Linked DNA regions of Zea mays: all the other regions are linked to region 2. The links are chromatin contacts, called in public Hi-C maps. All regions are on one chromosome and are shown on one strand. The core of a region is the stretch at or near the end of the contact, and the rest is flanking DNA. Distances in the headings are between cores, read along the strand shown. Region 1 has its middle 49 kb from the start of LOC103640852. Region 2 holds the start of LOC100272489 (Amino acid permease 2). Region 3 holds the start of LOC100193956.

What was found. A called contact is a pair of places that touch in the nucleus more often than the background predicts.
Region 1: a contact with region 2 is called in a Hi-C map of ear, with 2.1 times the contacts expected there. The contact joins the enhancer-like site here to the promoter of LOC100272489 in region 2. A contact is called at or near these places in 2 of 25 Hi-C or Micro-C datasets (ear and tassel).
Region 3: a contact with region 2 is called in a Hi-C map of tassel, with 2.1 times the contacts expected there. The contact joins the promoter of LOC100193956 here to the promoter of LOC100272489 in region 2. A contact is called at or near these places in 2 of 25 Hi-C or Micro-C datasets (ear and tassel).

What each region holds. Positions count from the first base shown.
Region 1 is chr10:10,904,177-10,907,970 of Zm-B73-REFERENCE-NAM-5.0, reverse strand. It overlaps the pseudogene LOC103642299. Among protein-coding and RNA genes, the nearest start is that of LOC103640852, 49 kb to the left of the region's middle. Within about 2 kb of position 1,375, at least 14 of the 20 cell types and tissues checked have an H3K27ac peak or open chromatin away from gene starts, as enhancers often do. A contact at or near this core is called in ear and tassel, where this site is marked.
Region 2 is chr10:11,187,437-11,191,532 of Zm-B73-REFERENCE-NAM-5.0, reverse strand. It overlaps LOC100272489 (Amino acid permease 2), which reads left to right and starts at 1,877. Exons shown (of 3, transcript NM_001146958.1): 1 at 1,877-2,698; 2 at 2,788-2,930; 3 at 3,016-3,798. The coding sequence starts at 2,029. The coding sequence ends at 3,651.
Region 3 is chr10:11,625,441-11,629,493 of Zm-B73-REFERENCE-NAM-5.0, reverse strand. LOC100193956 reads left to right here and starts at 2,210. Exons shown (of 4, transcript NM_001175726.1): 1 at 2,210-2,299; 2 at 2,430-2,602; 3 at 2,726-2,980; 4 at 3,529-4,053. The coding sequence starts at 2,450. The coding sequence ends at 3,585.

The DNA of each region.
Region 1 (3,794 bases), core at 126-2,625, 280 kb after region 2:
GAACTCATATTATACGGCGTATGTAAGATTATACACAAAATCACTCCCAATAAGATAAGGATTCACAATCGTCTAAATTGAAGTGACTGATTAATGAAAAAGACAACATATAATAGAAGAAAGCTTACAAACACTCATCAAGCACCGAAAGTGGTAGCATAAACAGGGTAGAAATCGGCCAACCTTTGAGCCATCACATGACACATCATCGACGAGCCAACGCACCTCCGTTGGGCGCCAGGGGATGAGCAGTTCGACCGCCTCCCCGACGTCGACGATGGGGAATAGGCCCACGGTGGCAGCCTTCACGGTCCTCGCTTGGAAGGCATCAGAGTGGTCGGGGACCAAGGATGAGGAAGCGACGATGGGATCGAGGTCGACCGCGAGGAGGCTGTGGAGGTACGGGGCCCACTGCCACGTCGCCGAGGCGCCGAAGCCGTGTAGGAGGTGCACGGGGCACCGCGGGGGCGCCTAGACCTAGCGCCGCATGCGGGCGCCCCGGGTTCTGTCGTTGCCGCCGTGGGCATTGGGGGCGGGTGGGAGCACGAGGTACCCTATCGACCTCTGGTGTTGCGACGTGCAGAGGGGTGAGCGGCGAAGGCGGCCATCGCGCGGCGTTGGCGGTGTCTCAGGCGGGCTTGCGCGGTATGGCTGTTTGGTACAGGGCGGAGGGCGGGCGCTAGCAAGCTGAGGCTAGGGGGACGGGGGCGCGGGATGTCTGGGGGAGGGGCGCCAAATGCGCCGCCTATCTCGGCGAAGAGGAGAATGGACGGCGGCTATTGCGTGCGGGGCGATGGCGGTCGCAGCACCGAAGCCGCGCACGCGATTAGGATTGGCAGCACAGTGTCGAGAGACACGGGTGAGGATTTGGGGCGCGGACCCGGGGTCAACGGCGCGGAGGCTGCTTGCACGGGGATGGCGTGGGCGCCGGCGGCAGGCGGGGGAGGGGAGGGGAGTGGCGGCATCTACGTGATTGGAGGATATTTCGTGAAGGTGAAGCAGAGGTTTCGTGAGCGAGAAGGCCGGGGAAGGGGCTGACGTGGATTAGTCGGACGACTTGAAATGAGAGGTACATAGTGAGATATACGACCGTACTGGGATAAATTTAGGATAACGGCTGCAGACATTCTTATTGTTTAGACTGTCTCAAGCAGCGATTCTATTATATCCACTAACTCATCCCATAATTCAAATTTCACCACGTAAACAGCCTAATTTACTGTGTAAATCCTTAACACGTAGGACGTGGGGTGAGGCGATTCGGGGTGCCACACTGTCAGCAGGCAGCAGCGTGGAAGGCTAGCGTGGGAACGCCCGCGCGCCCGTTCTAGCGTGGGACAGGAGGGAGTTTGGGCTGACAGGCCGGGTGCGTGGGCCGCGGCAGGCCAGGCTTGCAGGACGAGAGAGTGTCTGCTGCCTGCTGGGCTAGCTGCGCGGCTAGCAGGCCAACCCAGTGAAACTGAGAGGTAACCTATTTCCTGTTTGAGCTATCTATATCTATGTCTATACTTCTATACTCCTATATAATCTACTAATTAAAACATCACTAAAATGAAAATAACAAATTACCCTAACTAAATCCACCATTAAGACCAATGTCCTCTCTCAATCAATAGCATCCCATAATCAGTATTTTTTTAGATCATCCCATGGTCAGTATTTTAATTTTTTGGATATCCGGTCGTACCTATCCACTGTCCCTTCCATTTTATCAACTCGACCTGGCATACAAAAGCAAGCAACCACTCAAGTTTTTTTAGACGTCCACATTTAACATGCTCGGAAAGATTAAAATGCAAAAACATGCACGAAATTTTTTCAGACCAACACACTCTCCTTTAAAATTACATTTTCAATTTTTTATGTATCCTGTATGTTGTCTACCCCAACTTGCTTGGAATAAGATCATAAGAAGACTCTATTGTTGTGTTTAATGCATCATGTATGTTGTAAAGAATCATGCCAATTGACAAATCACAATACCCATATCTACAAACAAGTCCCAAAATATACACAGGTAAAACAAAGCTATCTTCACATTCCTTCAAAGACTTGGCAGTTCTATTTGAAGTATTAGTTTTAGAAAGCTAAGAAATGAGCATGCAGATTTACTAGCTAAATGAGCGGCATAGGGGCTCCCACTTCCTTCGGAAGTAATCATTGAAACTTTAAAAACACCTTCAGTCGAGCTCATGAAGCGAGCGGTGCTTACAATCTCACCAGTACACAGTGAAGATTAGAGGACTAAGATTGTATCTTTCCTGCAAGGAAATTATCCTTCGGACAACGAAGTTTACATAAAAAGAATGCAAGCTAGGACAAGGCCTTACATGATCATAGGAGAATTATATAAACAAGGAGTTTGTTGTCCATTGCTGAAGTGTTTGTCTAGAGCCGAAGGCCAAGAACTAATGAAAGAGATACATGCAGGGGTATGCGGTGCTCATTGAAAGGGAAATAGGGTCAAACCTTTTGTAACACCCGGGTTTTAGGGGTCCAAAGCCGGGGCGTAAACATAATCACCAGGTGTGCTGGGACCAAGTCTCACACATATGATGAATCATGGCACAGGATCGAATGTCACATCTTTACTACATATCAGGAGTTCTATACAAAATAAGTAAATAATTACATTATAAGGAGACAACAGTCCAGCAACCCAAAGTTGACTGGGAGACGACGGCCTAGACCTCTCACGAACACATCGCAGCATCCTCCAAGCGCCTCATCCTGCGGTACCTGTTCTTGACCTGTGGGGGGGTGTGAGACAGCAAGAGTGAGCTCACATACGTTCATCGCTCAACAAGTTGTGGGGAATAATGTGTATGAACTCGCCAAAGGTGGGAGCTCATGTGAAGTGTAAGGCTTACCAAAGAGGATGGTTAGAGCTGAGCATTGCTTTTAAAGTTAGTCAAAATTTTATTAGCAGTTACTAAGTATAAGTAAATACAAACCCAATTAAGTAATAACAAAAGTAACAACATCACCTGCGGTGCAATGCATATGACAAATTGAATTTAGTTCCATAAGTTAATCATGTGAGTGTCCGAGCTGCTCTTGACCGTGAGCACGGCTAGTATACCAGTTTTACACTCTGCAGAGGTTGCACATCTTTACCCACAAGTCATGTTACCCATCTGCCAAGGGATCGCGACTTCCCATACACCTCTACCGAGGAGGCGAGGCAGGGTAACACTACGAGGCCTTTACAAAGTTCCACTAGCTTCAGAAAACCCGCTACAGTTTATAGGAAGCTCCAATGCAGGAATCCCTTGCAGGACCGCCATCGCAGCAAAATCCTCCCGAGGGCCTCCCTACACTGACCACCCCCCTACTGCCCTTGCCCCTTTCGGGTAAGGTAGTCTTCCACTAGCTTTCCTAATTAATCAGCCAAGGGGTCCCATTCCTCCCTTGTGGTAGCACTGTTTTCCCGGGTGGTTCTCCATGTTCCAATTAACATAATGATCTTATCATGAACAATGATAATAAACAGATAATAAAAGTGTGATCATGAATAATGTATCTTCATACCCAAAACCACATAAAGCACTAGCAAGTACTACCCAAAAAGTTCAGTGGTAATCAAGGTATAAAGATAGACAAACTAGGGTAGCCTATTGGGTCCCATCAAAATTAACCTATGCAGATCATTATGATTAATTAGAACATGAGTGGGTAAAAAGAAGTGATCAAGGGCACAACTTGCCTGGGACTTGAGATTCCAGGTACCAGGATGATCTTCAGGTAGCTCGTAACCTCGCGCTAGTCGTAGCAATACAAACAAGCATGGTATA
Region 2 (4,096 bases), core at 628-3,127:
GAGTAGATTCATTGGAACTGAACCTCAGGAAACAAATCATTGTATTCATTTGTGTTGATCATTACCTTACGATTTGATTCTTCCTCTCCCCTCTCTAAGTTCTCTCGCTTACAATCTTTTTGAGTTAACTCCCAAAGTCATCCGCATCGATTGAGCAACTCATAGCAAGAAGAACTCTCTTCCACACTCCGAATTCATTATTATTTATTTCTAATCCTTACCCCAGGAGAAGTTCGTGTTCAAAGTTTATAAATTTCAGGTTTTGCCTATTCACCCCTCTAGGCGACTTTCACCACCTTTCCAGCTCGTGTTGAGCTAGATCATATGTTGGAATGGGGGAGTGGTGCAAATGAAGCACAACACAACCATGAAAATTGAAGTTTGTGTTGCATAATAAAGCAAAAGCGGAGCTTAAAAGGTATGGATTCAGTTTACTGGTCTTTTGTCTGATATGAATCAATTTCTTCTTATCTAGGCGGTGGGTTGAATTATGGGGGTGACAAAGGCAGTTGATATGAAATTCACATATAAGTTTGATGTATGTCGGTTGCAAGTTTTAGTGCTTGATCCAAACCTTATTCCTCAATTTGTGGATGTGGTGATTGGTGACCATTTGTATGAGCTACATTTTCATGTAGAGGAAAATATGAATGAGGATAATCTCGAACCGATGGACATGGATGACTGTGGTTTTGGTGATCGATGCAGATTTGACGGGGGACAAGGCACCAGAGTCTCGGGATAAAGATTTATCTAAGCAAGCTAAACTTGCGAGATAGGAATCCTCAAGAACTAAGGCAGGGGAGGCTAGTAACCATGGCAAGAAGGTGGTGGTGCTAGATTTGCAGAAGGAGGTTCTTGCCCCTCTGTGTCCAAGGGTGCTGAAAATTGGGCTCGGGTTTCAATATCTCCTAGAGTCCTTGGTTCGAGTTCAGTTTTGACCATGGGTGAGGTTGCGACTATGTCTCTGGAGGTGATGAAGTTGGCTGCTGTACCTAAGGCCAACGTTGACATGTTCGTTGCTCATAGGAGCAAAAGAAGGGTGGTGTCTAGTGCTGGTGACTCAATTGAGAAGGCTACCAAGCTCAAAGCTGCCAGAAACCTCGATAGTTCTTTTGCTGAAGGTTCGGAAAATACATGCTCATATTTAAATTTATCTTGTGATGATGTTGTGTCCAAACTTAAACAAGTAGGTTTTAAGTTTCCTAAATATTCAACCAATTGGTCGTTTTGTTCTTTGTCTACGGTCTGTTGTTTGTGTCTAAATGAGTGATGTAAACTGTTGGCCACACCCTTCATGTGAAGGAGAGGCCGGATCGCTTCTTTCCATTATAAAAAAACAAGATAATACAAAATAAACCTTTAGAAGTATATATAACTGATCCACATATATGTCATTACACGGTGGCTAACATGACAATCACATCCACGCATCAGCGGTATAAAACATGACAAACTATGTATCATAGCAAAGCATTCAAAGCGAATCCAACTATTTAATTTTCAATGAAACCGAACCAAATATTCAAACAGGTTTTGACGATAATGAAGGATTACACAAGGGTATGTTTCATCAATGGCTGACACAACGCAATGCGAAGCACGCCGTGACCCACACCGTACCCGCGGAGTCCAAACGCCGTTGACCAGAGAGGCACAGCAACAAAAGTATGACGAGACGAGAGACAGACTGATGTAGCCCGGCACTCAAATCCAACGAGGAGATAGAAAAGAATTAAAAAAGAGAGAGAAAAAACAGAAGTATAGACGCGCGAAAGGCAGCGCTGACCAGAAACAGAGAGACCTCTGCCTCCTCTCTGCTCTCTATATAATAGCCTCGTCTCTCCCCAGCCTTCTCCCGTCCCACACTGCCACACAGGCACAGCCTCTCGCGTCACCTAGGCACCTAGCAAGCAAGAAGCACTCGGGAGCACTTGCTTCCTGCGCTCTTCCACTCCGACAGTCCGACGAGGAAGAAGAGATTCGATTCGAGGGAGGGAGGGAGGGAGCTCGTTGTCTCAGTTGGCCATGGCACCCGCGCCGCACAACGGACTGAACAACAACCACCCGGTCGCGCCCATGGATGTGTCGGTGGAGGCCGGGAACGCCGGAGCCGCCGAGTGGCTAGACGACGACGGCCGGCCGCGCCGCAGTGGCACGTTCTGGACGGCCAGCGCGCACATCATCACCGCCGTCATCGGCTCGGGAGTCCTCTCCCTGGCGTGGGCCATCGCGCAGCTGGGCTGGGTGGCCGGCCCCGCCGCCATGCTCCTCTTCGCCTTCGTCACCTACTACACGGCGGCGCTGCTCGCCGAGTGCTACCGCACGGGCCACCCGGAGACGGGCAAGCGCAACTACACCTACATGGACGCCGTGCGCTCCAACCTCGGCGGCGTCAAGGTCGTCTTCTGCGGCGTCATACAGTACGCCAACCTCGTCGGCGTCGCCATCGGCTACACCATCGCGTCGGCCATCAGCATGAAGGCCGTCAGGAGGGCCGGGTGCTTCCACGCCCACGGGCATGCGGACCCCTGCAAGAGCTCCAGCACCCCGTACATGGTCCTGTTCGGCGGTGTCCAGATTCTCTTCTCGCAGATACCGGACTTCGATCAGATTTGGTGGCTCTCCATTGTCGCCGCCGTCATGTCCTTCACTTACTCTTCCATCGGACTCTCCCTCGGCATCGCACAGACCGTCTGTAAGTTGTCGGATTCTTCAATCGGATCATATGCTGCTGTATTCTTGGTTACTTACTCACATGCTGAGCCTGAGCTCGATTGTTCGCAGCCAATGGTGGGTTCAAGGGCAGCCTCACTGGCATCAGTATTGGCGCCGGCGTCACCTCCACGCAGAAGATCTGGCACACGCTCCAGGCGTTCGGCGACATCGCGTTCGCCTACTCCTTCTCCAACATCCTCATCGAGATCCAAGTAAGCAGCAATTGCAAGCAATCCCCTCTTCACCTCCACTGTTTATGTTCTGTTTCTTCTAACCACGTCTGCTCCGGCCCTTCAGGATACGATCAAGGCGCCGCCACCGTCGGAGTCGAAGGTGATGCAGAAGGCGACGCGGCTGAGCGTGGCGACCACGACAGTATTCTACATGCTGTGCGGGTGCATGGGGTACGCGGCGTTCGGCGACAACGCGCCGGACAACCTCCTCACCGGCTTCGGCTTCTACGAGCCCTTCTGGCTGCTCGACGTCGCCAACGTGGCCATCGTCGTGCACCTGGTCGGCGCCTACCAGGTGTTCTGCCAGCCCATCTTCGCCTTCGTGGAGCGCCGCGCCGCCGCGGCCTGGCCGGACAGCGCCTTCGTCTCCCGGGAGCTCCGCGTGGGTCCCTTCTCCCTCAGCGTGTTCCGCCTGACGTGGCGGTCCGCGTTCGTGTGCGTCACCACCGTCGTCGCCATGCTGCTGCCGTTCTTCGGCGACGTGGTGGGGCTCCTCGGCGCCGTCTCCTTCTGGCCGCTCACCGTCTACTTCCCCGTCGAAATGTACATCAAGCAGCTCCGCGTGCCCCGCGGCAGCACCAAGTGGATCTGCCTCCAGACGCTCAGCGTCAGCTGTCTCCTTGTCTCCGTCGCCGCTGCAGCAGGATCCATTGCCGATGTCATCGCCGCCCTCAAGGTCTACAAGCCGTTCAGCGGTTAGCTTCGCAGGCAGAAGGTGGGAGGGATATATGCAAAAACGATTGCGGATACTGTACTGCTCCATTAGTTGGCAGGATCTAGCAATTAGGTCTTATACTTTTTTGAGATGAGATGATGAATTAGGTATAATCTGCTATACTTTTTTGCCACTAACTTGTTACACGGTCAGCTGATGAAGCGCAGCAGATGTGCGTCTGTATACGTGAGATAAAATATAATCATCAAAACAAGTTATTTTATTTTTCTCGAACAATCTCGTGAAATTGCTAGTTATGAAATACTCTCTCCCTAGAAAAATTTGAGATCTAAATAAAGACTATTCTCCAACAACTACTTAATGAGCTCTCACTTCCGTGCGCATGCAACTGCATTGGGCTCGATCAACAACCTGAAATGGCACGCAGCAGCTGCAACAGTTCGCACGGTGAAATGGCGCACAACAGCTA
Region 3 (4,053 bases), core at 961-3,460, 440 kb before region 2:
TGATGTTGTATTGTTTAAGTGAACATGCCAGATGGCATAGTGAGATGAAAAGAGAATCTTCAGAAAAATGACATCAGCAAAGTCTACAATGGATAGTTCAACGGCTATACCGAGTTGGATGAGCCTATAGTTGGTTTATTAATGGGGACACAACAGGTGCAATCACTCATATTGGTGCAACGTGCAGTCTAGTGATCTAGTGCATCCAATGAAAATCTAATGATGACTTCTATTTTACATTTAGGCTCTTCTGTATGAAACCTACAATTTTATTAATAGATATGGGTCTCAGAGGCATGTCTCTAAAAATAATGATCCTATTTTTAGAGAAGGCATTCTTCATATTTGTTATAATGTAAAGGCCTAAAGACGGAGAGTTCTACTATGATGGACGAAATCTTCCGATCCTATCATAATAGGAAGACGATCCATATTGAGGATATAGAAATGAATATACATTTATTTAGTAGTTATGACACTTCATAGACATTTATATATATATTACTATTAACATTCATTTTAATGTACATATTCATTTGTATACATTAATCTGTGTGTGCATTAATTTGACATTATACACATGTACATATGAATTAGTTATTGTATACATAAAATTTGACACATTTAGTTCTGGTTCCCGGTATCGGTGGTTGAGAATTTGGCATTGTAGCTGGTTCCCAATCGATACCTATGGCCCATTCTCTAAGGTTGTCTATGTAGACCGTGCAAAACACTGTTTTATATTGTAGATTGTATTGTTTACAGAGTAGAGTTTAAATTAGAAGAAGAGATAAAGATGTGTGATAGGAAAACTGAAACTGTTTCGAGACAACCTTCTAGTGGGTGCCTCTTGGTTGAGCCTCTAATTAGTAATAGAAAGATGCCAAGCATTGCTAGTTAACTGTTTTTTTTTTTGGCAAGTCCCAAGTGTCCAAACGGATTGCTGATGTTGATGCCGAGTTTTTTTTAATTCATAGTAGTTTCATTTCATAGTATGATCGTGCGGTTAGGCTTAGGCACCTATAGTTTGATGAGTTGTACTACGTAGTTTGCTTTTAACCGGTAGCGAGCACCACCGCCTAGCTAGCCCCTGCATGGCTGCATGCCCCCTCTCCCAAGTTTTCTCCGGCGGAGGCGCAGAGTGGACCCCTAGTCAACACGACAACGTTAATAAATACTACAGGCGATTATTTCCAACCGCAGCGTGTTCTTCGCCAGTCTACTAGGGGCTGGGCTGGGCTGGGCTGGCTGGTGTGTCCTTGGCAAGGAAGCCACGGAAGACTTGGGCGTACGCTACAAGGAAACTGCCCACCTCTAGAGATGTATGCGTTTCATCGGATGGAATGTTTAAACGCCAATTATAAGTATTAAATATTTTATAATTATAAAACTAATTAAACAGATAAAGACTAAACAACGAGATTAATTTATTAAGTCTAATTAATTCATAATTAGAAAATGTTTACTTAGCTTCATATGGGTGAATCATACGAACTAATTAGACTTAATAGACTCGTCTTACTGTTTAGTCGTCATCTGTATAATTAGCTTGGCAATTAGACTATATTTAATTATCGTAATTGATACGAACTAAATGTTAGTCATGACTCATGAGAGACGAACAGTGCCTCAGTCATCCTGCTCAGGTGGCCTTTTATGAATCGTGTAAAGTAGAGAATGTAGAACTATAGATAATATTGTTTATAAAATAAAGTTTAAAATATAGGATATGATATGGAACAAGACAGGAGATAGTCTCGCCGCATGCGACGTCCAACGGAGATAAGGAAGCGATTGTACACGTACCCACTACGTGTCGTCCGCGTGCAAAGCTACTAGCGAAGGTAGTAATATTTAGAGCACGGAGACAAATATTCTAGAACGTAGACAGTAACATTTAGAGCACGGGCATTATATTGTACACGTACAATATGGCAAAGAGCCGGAGCTATTTCGAAATTCGAACGTGTATCAAAACAACAAGGGCTAAGGTAGGCAGGTAGCAGTAACATTCTGCACTGTCCCGTTGGCCCCCACGCGCAGCACAGTACATGTCCGGCCTGGCGGGCCTCCACTGGCGTCGTCCTCTACAAGCGAAGCACACCGGGCCTACATGTCTAGGTGGGCCCCCACTACCGTCCTCCTCCTCCCCCCTCTTCATCGAAGCAGCCTCCTCCAGCTCGGACTCGGAGCTCCACATAATAATATCTGCTACTTGTTTCCTCTTCCCAGTATTGTGATTCCTTCCATTCGTGAACAGAATTCCCCTCCCTCTCTAGATCTCCCCCTGCTAACGAAGGTCAGTCATGAGCCCTATTCGCGCTGCTGCTGCTGCACGTAGGCGGCCGGCATTATTATTGCCTTTCCGGCCACCACTTTGCACTGCTGTGTTTCCAGTCCAGCTGATGATATACACGATGCTTCTTCAGACAGACCACCACCACCAGTAATGCCGACCGCGAGGCGCACGCGCATCCCGGCGTTCGGGGAGTGGAACCACCACCACCACAGCAACGGCGGCGGCGCGTGGGCGCCGGCGGTCATGACCCCGTCCTTCGACTTCGGCCACGCAATAACAACGCCGCACAAAGCGCCGCAGACGGTATGTACGTACGTACGCGCGCGCGTTATCCAATCCAAAGCCCACAACGATGCGTCGGCTTGCTGCTTATCGACGAGACGAATGGGTAGTAATGCTCGTCGCGTCGCGCGTGCGTGCGTGCAGCAGGGGAGGCGGCGAGGCGCCGCCGACGGTGTCGTCCACGCGGCCAAGCTGGCTGCGGCTGCGGCGGCGGCGGAGCCTCACCAAGGCCACACGCAGACCACGAGGCGGAGCAAGGTGGCCGACTCCGGAGCCTACGCGCAGGCCGCGGCGGCGGCGAGGAGGTCCTGCTTCGCGCTGGCCAAGCCCGTCGACGACGACCTGTACGGAGTCCCTCCCGACATGCTCTACGGAAAGCCGCCGCCGCCGGGAGCGAGGGTACGTAGTACGTACGCACTTACGCTCATTACTAGCCATGATTTATTTGCTGTCCATTTTGCATCGGGAAAAAACGAAAAAAAATGCATGCTACCTTAATGTAAAATCCCATTAATTAAAGAGTTTATTCAGAGAGCTTTACGTGCTCTTAGCGATCGAACGAGCCATTCAATCCCAAATATCCATTATTTAGAACACATAAAACCCAATCCCAAATGTCCATTATTTAGAATACCTAAAACCCACGTTAACCGCATGGAGTGCAAAATTTTGTCACCAGGATTTGCAGTCATATATGATAGGTATGTACAGTGAAGAGACACTAAAACGATTCTCTAGGCACTAGAATACATGACGAATTTGTAGAGCAAGAAGTGAAACGTCTATTGCTAGAGATGTTCCACCAATTTTTTTTTACAAATGTACTCTTTAAACACTTCAAAAGACTCTATAGTATTAAACATCAATGTGCATGCAGTGTTCTTCATTACTCGTACCGGGGCCTTAACGTTCACGTGATGATTTTAACGTCCACGACCGCATTGCAGAAGGATGATGGCTGGCGGAGGATCCTGCGGCTGCTGGGGTGCTCGTGCTTGAGTTGAGCCCGTCGTAATGACCGCCGGACACAGCCGAGCATTATTGTCACGGACAACAAGGCTGCTGGCTAATCAGGGCGCGGGCTTTTTGGCTTCCATCCTCCTGTACGTACTACAAGATGTCTCAACTTTTGGCGCCTGCTGTGATCGATTGATGACGGGCCGGCAGGCAAGACGTGACTGACGTGCCGGCCTTGCGTTGCGTGGGTCTGTGCGTAGGTGTGACGTTCGTGTTGTGACTGTGTTCGCTGCTGACCGCCTGTCCTTTGTGACTGCTTCAAGCTAGTAGATTCTAGGATTTAGAGGTTCTTTATTTATGTGTGTGCGTTCTCGTTTGTCGCTCACCCTCACCGCCTGTAAAACCCCACCTAAAATGGTCGTGCTATCCGACAAATAGGCTTTTCACATCGTACTACTATTTAGCATCGGACAGTACTGACACAAGTATATATAATAAGACCCTGTTCATGTACC